Linked DNA regions of Mus musculus: region 2 is linked to region 1. Evidence: chromatin contacts called from public Hi-C data. All regions are on one chromosome and are shown on one strand. Each heading gives the region's core, a stretch centred on a gene start, on an enhancer-like site or on the middle of the called end of the contact. The rest is flanking DNA. Distances are from core to core; before and after follow the strand shown. Region 1 has its middle 16 kb from the start of BC005537. Region 2 overlaps Aldh5a1 (aldhehyde dehydrogenase family 5, subfamily A1).

Region 1 (3,647 bases), core at 1,115-3,614:
GTTTTTAGATCTCTGTCATTGGTAGATTATAATAGAGTGTGTTGATATATTTAGGAAGAAGTGTCACAATATTTTTCCAGAAGAAAAGGAGAAAAGAAATTCCCACTGATTTCCTCTAAGCTGTTATACCAAACCCCAAGCTGTAAAATCAAACCCACAGAATTCTTCAAATATCATGGTTGGATTCAATTTCAAAAATATCCATCCTCAGGAAATAGAGAGTGCTGAACAGGTAGGAGCTCACACTGCCCTCCAAAGGGTCTCAGTTCCCAGGTAGGAGCACACACTGCCCTTCAAAGGGTCTCAGTTCCCAGGTAGGAGCACATACTGCCCTTCAAAGGGTCTCAGTTCCTTCAGGGAATAGAGAGAGCTCTGAACAGGTAGGAGCTCACACAGCCCTTCAAAGGGTCTCAATTCCTTGCACCCACCTCAGGGGATACACGACCACCTGTACAACTCTACTTTAGGAGATCTGATGCCCTCTTCTGGATTCAGCGTTTACCTGCACTCACACATGCACAGACATGAACACATATAGACGTGGGCTTTTTTCTAGCCTTTCTTTTCTGTTGTCTTGAGACTGGCCTCATTAGGTATACCTAACTGACTTGCTATGTAGAGCAGACTGGCCTGAAACTAACATATAACTGCCTACATTACATCCTGAGCACTGGGATTAAAGGCGTGCACTACCTTGTCTGTAAAAAATCAATATATAGATAAATAAAATCTTTACAAACTTATTCACAATAATTTAGTGACCTCTCTCTATCACAATAATCCCCCCTTCTCACTAGGTAACAATGCTGTCTAAATTAAAAGCAGATCTTTGAAAGACTCTGTCTAAATTAAAAGCAGGATTTGAGAGACTCATCCATTTAACCTTCTGCATTGAGTTTATCTCATCTGTTGACCAAACTTAACTTTAGTTCATAGCTAGACAGTATTCTTTCAAACTATTGTTTGAGGCAGTGCCTCACAAGTTCAGGCTGGCCTTGAGTTCCTTCTGCGGCCCATGTTGGCTTTCACCTCTGCATCCTCCTGCTCCTGCCTCCCAGGTGTCAGGAATTCAGACACGCATCACCACAACCAGCTTGTCCCTTAGAAGTTCAATAACAAAGATGACTGGATTTTAGTCTGTCTCCCTAAACATGGACTGTATTAAAGCAAACAGAATGAGCAGATTGGATGGGGTAGACAGTAGGCTTCTCGTCTACCTCCACACAGAATAAGGCTCCTGTAGTAATTTTTTTTTCTTTGCTTGAGAAGATAACACTTCTCAAGTATCAATTCAAATATTTAATGTGAAGTGTCTCATTTTTCTCCTTATTCATAAAGCAAACAAATTCTTAGTAAAACCCTCATGCCAGGTGTTGGGACTATGAGTTTTGAAGATGGTTCTGCTGGCCTCCATGGGCACACTAAGGACCACGCCCATGGTTCTGCTGGCCTCCATGGGCACACTAAGGACCACACCCTGAGGAAATGGAAGGTTTACTTTGACTCCTGTTACCCCGGCTGTGATGGCCAACTTTAACTGTCTACTTTACACAACTCAGAATCGCTTGGGAAGAGGGTTCCCAGGAGGAATTGTGAAGATCAGGATGGCCTGTGGGCATGTCTGTGAGTGATTGTCTCGATTGCTTGCTTTTAACTGCTGTAAGACTGGACCCAAAAGTGGGTGTCACATCCCTGCTTTTGGGTGCCGGGTTGTATAAGAACAAATAAATGAACAGGAAGCATGCATTTATTTCCCTCTGCTCTTGACTGTGGATGTCATGGGACTAGCTGCCTCAAGTTTCCGCCTTCACATCTCTGCTACAATTGGGGTGTAACCTGAAATTGGGAGCTAAATAAACTCTTCTTCCCCTAAGTCGATTTTTTTTGGGGGGGGGTCTGGGTTTTTAACACAGCAACAGAAATGCAATGGAGACAGTGGTGGTTCTACTTTTTGACTAAACTAGAGAGCCAACCTCGAGACTTAGAAAGAAAGGCCTCATGGGAAGAGGAGAAGTGAGGGGTCGCCAGAAGATGTGAGAAATGAAAGAAAATAGGAAGAGGATGTGGGAGTTACTTCTCTCACTGCTGTGGCAAAACACCTGACGAAGGGGACTTAGGGAGGTGGGGAGGGCAGAGGAGAGCACGTGGGGAGGGCAGAGGAGAGCACAGTCTGCATGTGGCGACAGCCTGTGAGGAAAGCGGGTGCATTTCATCCACAGACGACAGATGAATGCTGCTTCCGAGCTCACTTGTTCCTTTGTCCTGTTTCATTCAGTCTAGGACTCCCGCCAAGGAAGGTGTCACCCAGGGTAAGTGGTGTCCTCTCAGCCAACCGCTCAGCGAGCACCTTCCCCCACCCACCCTAGGATGAGTCACTGAGGTGAATCTAAATCCGGTGAAGTCGACCATGAAAATGAACTGTCACAAGGCACAGCAGAGAATTCAGGAGGAGGAGGAGCCTACACAGGCCTAGGATCAAGAAAACTCTTCTAGATGCAGTGAGCCATCAACAAATCATTGATGTGTGATGGAGCTGGGCAGGCAAGGGGCAGGAAAGGGTAAACAGATTGCAAGAGGCAGAGGAGGAGGCAAGATAGCATCTTAATGCCCGGTATCCCCAGTGCCCCACACAACAAGCATGAAATAGACCGATTTAGATATTACACAGAATAAGGCTAGTTTGTGCCTTAGTCTGATAGGTGGTATCACCCAATGCAAGCTTGAACAAATCCCTCTACATTTGGAGTCTTGCTGTCCTTGCTGCAAAGATGGATAATTTAGGGAGATTTGACAGAAGACCCAGGACCTACTTGTGAAGATCATTGACAGGAAGGGCTGTAAAACAATCAAACCAGGACAGCAGGACAGCAGGACAGCAGGACAGCAGGACAGCACTGGCATCTTGAAAGGAAGCATGTTTTGTTTTGTTTTCTGAGACAGGGTCTCACTATGTAGTTCTGGCTGTCCTGGATCTTACTGTGTATACCAGGCTAGCCTTGAACTCTCAGAGATCTGCCTGCCTCTGCCTACAGAGTGCTAGAATCAAAGGTGTGTGCCACTATGCTGAGCTGAAAGCAAGCATCTTAGGATCTAAGTGTTGGTTAATGATAAAAAATTAAGCAATATGGCATGACCTGTTGGTGCAGGCTTTTAATTCATCGACCTGGGAGGCTCAGGCAGGAGGACTGAAAGTTCACTGCACACCTGGGCTAAAGCATGAGTTCAAGGCCAACCTGGGCAACTTAGTGAGACTGTCTACAAAACTAAAATGAGAGCCAGGGATATAACTTAGTGGGAAAATGTTCACCTAGCATGCACAAAGCCCTGCTTCCAATCCCCTGCAAAAATAAAAGAAGTACATATAAATATATCTATTCCTTTATCAATAAGAACCTGCTGTCAGATCGACTAAGGGAGATTTAGTGGTCTGATAGGTCTCACGCAGTAGGTCAGGAAAGGAGTAGCATGCGCTTCTGTGGAGTCAGAAAACTAACTCTGTGGGTTCAGTCCCAGCACTGAAAAATAAAGTCTGGCAAACCAAGAGGGAAAAGGTGTGAGTGTTTAAATGGTGCTAGAAAAGAGCCCGTAGATGGGAAAGGTTGAGGGACCAGGGAAAGACAGCCTACGAGGAAAGCATGGGCTGCACA
Region 2 (3,796 bases), core at 841-3,340, 130 kb after region 1:
CTTACCCCAGCACCAAAACATTCTGCATGACTCACCTGCCCAGCATTCCTAAATTTAGACGCCATTGCCCCCGCGACGGCCTGGTCTACGTTGGCACTGTCAAAGACAATGAATGGGGCGAGGCCACCCAACTCCATGGAGACACGCTTCACAGAATTTGCTGCGTGATGTAGCAGGATCTGCAGGAGGCACAGTAGGAGGAAAATAATGTGAGCATCCAAATCAATGGCCAGGGTGTTATTGTTTGCATAGAAAGTACCTTCCTCTGATGGCCCAAATGTCCAAAGAGTGGTCACCAATTCTAGCTGAGGGGGGTATTCATTAGGGACTGGGGTCTAGCTCAGGAAGGAGGTCATGGGGAAATGTGTTTGGAGGATGTATCTGGTCCTGGACCCCTTTCTCTCTCTCTTTGTTTCCTGGCCACTAGAAGGTGAGCAGCTCTTCACCACCAAGGCCTCCTTCCATGAGACTTCTGCCTCACTACAGGGATAAAAACAAGGGAGCCAAGTGACCATGGACAGGAACGGAACCTCCTATACCAGGAGCCAAACGTCCCCAAGCATCCCTCCTCCTTTAAGTTACTTTTCTCACGTATTTTACAACAACAGAAAACCAGCATAGAAGGCAGCTAAAACCTTTGTTTTACAAAATTACCCAAGGATGAAAATTTAAGGTAGGCACAAAGTCACCTTGCTTTAGATATCATTTTGCATAAGAAAAAGGAAACATGAGAATATATTGTTTTAAATATCTTTGTATTTATTCTTTGAGAAGTTCATACATGTATGCAATGTATTCTGGAGCATACAGATTCTTATTTTGATAGATTTGATTTAAAAAATGGCTAGGAAGGTAGTAGGGAAGTAGAAGTGATTATTTACAGAAAGGGGGAAGGACAGTGACATTGAGGGCTGCGGCAATGGCAAAGACGAACAACGTTAACACTGTCCTGAGTTTTAAACCATACCATCAATTCAACAATGACACGACAGGCCAGGCGTGGTGGTATATTTCTTCAATCCCAGCACTTGAGAGACAAGTGGATCTCTCTGTGAGTTCAAGACCAGCCTGGTCTACATAGCAAGTTCCTGGCCAGCCAGGGCTATGTAGACCTTGTCTCCAATAAAATTAAACAAAACCATACAATAGTAATCTCACACCCTGTAAATAGAAAGCATTAGAGTAACACCTGTTTGGCTCTGACATTACATACCTTTCCCGTTGCTGTTGAGCCAGTAAAGGAAATTTTGGACACCAATGGATCGGTACACAGGACCTCTCCCACTTCCTTGGCCTTGTTTCTAGAGCAGGGAATGACGTTGTAGACACCTGCAGGGATTCCCGCCTGGTTTGCAAGCTTTAAAGAGAAACAGCAAACACACCATAACAAGGATTGAACTGAAAAAAAACAAAACAAACAGAACCAGAAGTAAACATGTTTAACCCGGAATGCAATGTAAAACATAAGTTGCCTTGGGCCACAGTAAAAACCATACTGAAGAGAATCTGACCTGGTGGTGCACGTCTATAACTCTAACTCTTGGGAGGTAAAGGCAGGAGGATCACAAACTCAAGGTCATCTTCGATTACATAGTGAGTTCAGGGCCAGCCTGGGCTATAGGACACCCTATTCCCTCACAATAATATATTATGGGCTGGATAAACAGCTCAGTGCCTATTAGCATGTATGGCTCTCTTTGAGAGAACCCGAGTTTAGTTCCCATCACCCATAGCTTACCACCCTCCAGCTCCAGGGTATCCTATACTCTTTTCTGGTTTGGGTACAGTTCCCCCTCCCATACACATATAAATGTAATTAAAGATTTAAAAATATGTTAACATCAGCACCAATAAAAAACCTTCTTTTAGGTCCATATATGTGCATGTATATGTGTGACTATGTGTGTATATGTCTATTCACACGCACATATGTGCTAAAGATTAAAGCCACAGTCTCTCTCTGCTAAGCACACACTGTGACTGAACTACCCTCCTAGCCTCCTAAATAAATACATGGGTATAACTAAGTAGCAATGTGAGTTCCATCCACCAAGTACAGTGTCTTAGGTAAGAGCTTTAGCGCCACCTCCTGTTCAGTCTGAGGCAAATCTCAAGCTTTTTGACTGACTGTAGACTCCAGCGTGGAGCGGGGAAAGGATGTCTAGAGAAAACTCACGAAGCTGCTCACTAGTTCCTGTGGGTCAGAGCTGAGGAAAGGGAGGCACAGACAGGAGGAACTCAACAGAGGTGAAGATCTGGGGAGGAGGGAAGCAGCCACTGACCCCAGCCACCTGACCTGGGGACCTGGGCCTTGCCAGGACAGGGTCTAGAGCAGGTCTGTCCTGAATTTCCCAGATCTCTATAGCCCTCATTAGCCTCAAAATGGTGGCCATCCTCCTGCCTCAACCTCCCCAGTACTGATATTACTGGAGTAGTTAGTAAGGTTTTTTGTTTGTTTGTTTTTGTTAGCAAGGTTTTTAATCTCACTAATCTCTCACAAAAACAATAAGTATGAAGCGAATGTCCTTGTATGTTAATCAAAGTATTAAAACAAATCAAATCAGCAATGTGGTAGCAAATCCAAATATCAGGACATTATTTATGAGAAGACCGAGGGACCAAGTTTCTCCACAGACAGAAACTGCAAGTGGGTAGAGGCCTGCGGGATAAGACCTATGTGAGGAGGGAGCCCAGAGAACGCCCCCGGACAGACCCAAGGGAAGCCCATGGGTGCTCACGGGACCCCCCGGGACACAGGCAGACCACCTGGAAAAATGCAGATGCAAACCTGTAAGTCAGAATAATTAGAGAGAATACAATAAAAAAAATTGAGAGTTTAAAAAAAAATCAGAAATGACCACCAAGCTACAAGAACATGAGAAAGAAAAAGTAACCCACAAAACCTTTGTGTTGGCTGCTTTCTGTCAGGGTGCTACCACAGGAAGTCAAGAGGGGTGGGTACCAATGGAGGCAGGCCTTCTGCTTGTTTGTTTAGTTTGCGACAGGCTCTTCCTGGGTAGCCAGGCTGACATCAATCTTTCTGCCTCCGCCTCCCAAGCGAAGGCTTCAAGTGTAGTGGCTTAGCCCCTGGTCTTTAGATCACCAAAGGCTTGCTCCCTGTGATGACATTCATTGCTGATGTACAGGACAGCCTAGGAGACATGTGACCGAGCACAGGAGACACTCGTCACCTGTGGGCTGGGGTCCGCAGACCCAGTCAAAAGAGGAAAACAGGAAGCCAGCTGAGAACGCCATTCACTTGATTTTGCCTCCTGACTGCAAACCTAACTCAACAGGTTACCTCAGGCTCCTGAGGACATGACTTCAGGGCCATGATGAACTGCATCCCCTAAAGCTACAAGTCTCCTTCCATGCCCCTGTCAGACATCTGTCACAGCAACAAGAAAAGGAGTTCAGACCCCTCCAAAGGGCATCGTGGAGCCAAGCGTTTCCTCTTTCTTTTGCTTTGGGGCTGTGAGGTGGACAGTTACCTTTGCCACACTGTTCTTACCATGATGTGCTGTTTTACCATAGGCACAAAGGTGCAGGGATCATAGCCTGGAACCTCCAAAACCTATGGATAAAGTAGACCTTTCCTCTTCATAAGCTATTAACTCAGGCATTTCATTATAGTGACAGGGAGCTGGCTAACACAAAGGTCCAAGAACAAAACAACCAGAAAGACATCAGCTAAGGAAGGACTAGAAGTGTGCAAACCACAGGTCCTTACAGAACTAAGTCTGGACAAGGAGGGAGAGGATGGAGCAAGCATATATTGGTTGCGGCCTTGGGCATA

Evidence for each region. A called contact is a pair of places that touch in the nucleus more often than the background predicts.
Region 2: a Hi-C map of CD8 T cells shows a contact between it and region 1, with 2.6 times the contacts expected there. The contact joins two enhancer-like sites. A contact is called at or near these places in 9 of 484 Hi-C or Micro-C datasets (CD4 T cells, CD8 T cells, the HL-1 cell line and 3 more), 2 of 115 datasets of contacts at active chromatin or transcription factors (hepatocytes and neural tube) and 1 of 9 other capture datasets (pancreatic islet).

What each region holds. Positions count from the first base shown.
Region 1 is chr13:24,783,962-24,787,608 of GRCm38.p6, forward strand. No RefSeq gene overlaps it. Among named protein-coding and RNA genes, the nearest start is that of BC005537, 16 kb to the right of the region's middle. Within about 2 kb of position 2,365, at least 121 of the 459 cell types and tissues checked have an H3K27ac peak or open chromatin away from gene starts, as enhancers often do. A contact at or near this core is called in CD8 T cells, where this site is marked.
Region 2 is chr13:24,918,466-24,922,261 of GRCm38.p6, forward strand. It overlaps Aldh5a1 (aldhehyde dehydrogenase family 5, subfamily A1), which reads right to left. Exons shown (of 10, transcript NM_172532.3): 5 at 1,214-1,357; 6 at 36-179. Among named protein-coding and RNA genes, the nearest start is that of 4932702P03Rik, 15 kb to the left of the region's middle. Within about 2 kb of position 2,091, at least 27 of the 459 cell types and tissues checked have an H3K27ac peak or open chromatin away from gene starts, as enhancers often do. A contact at or near this core is called in CD8 T cells, where this site is marked.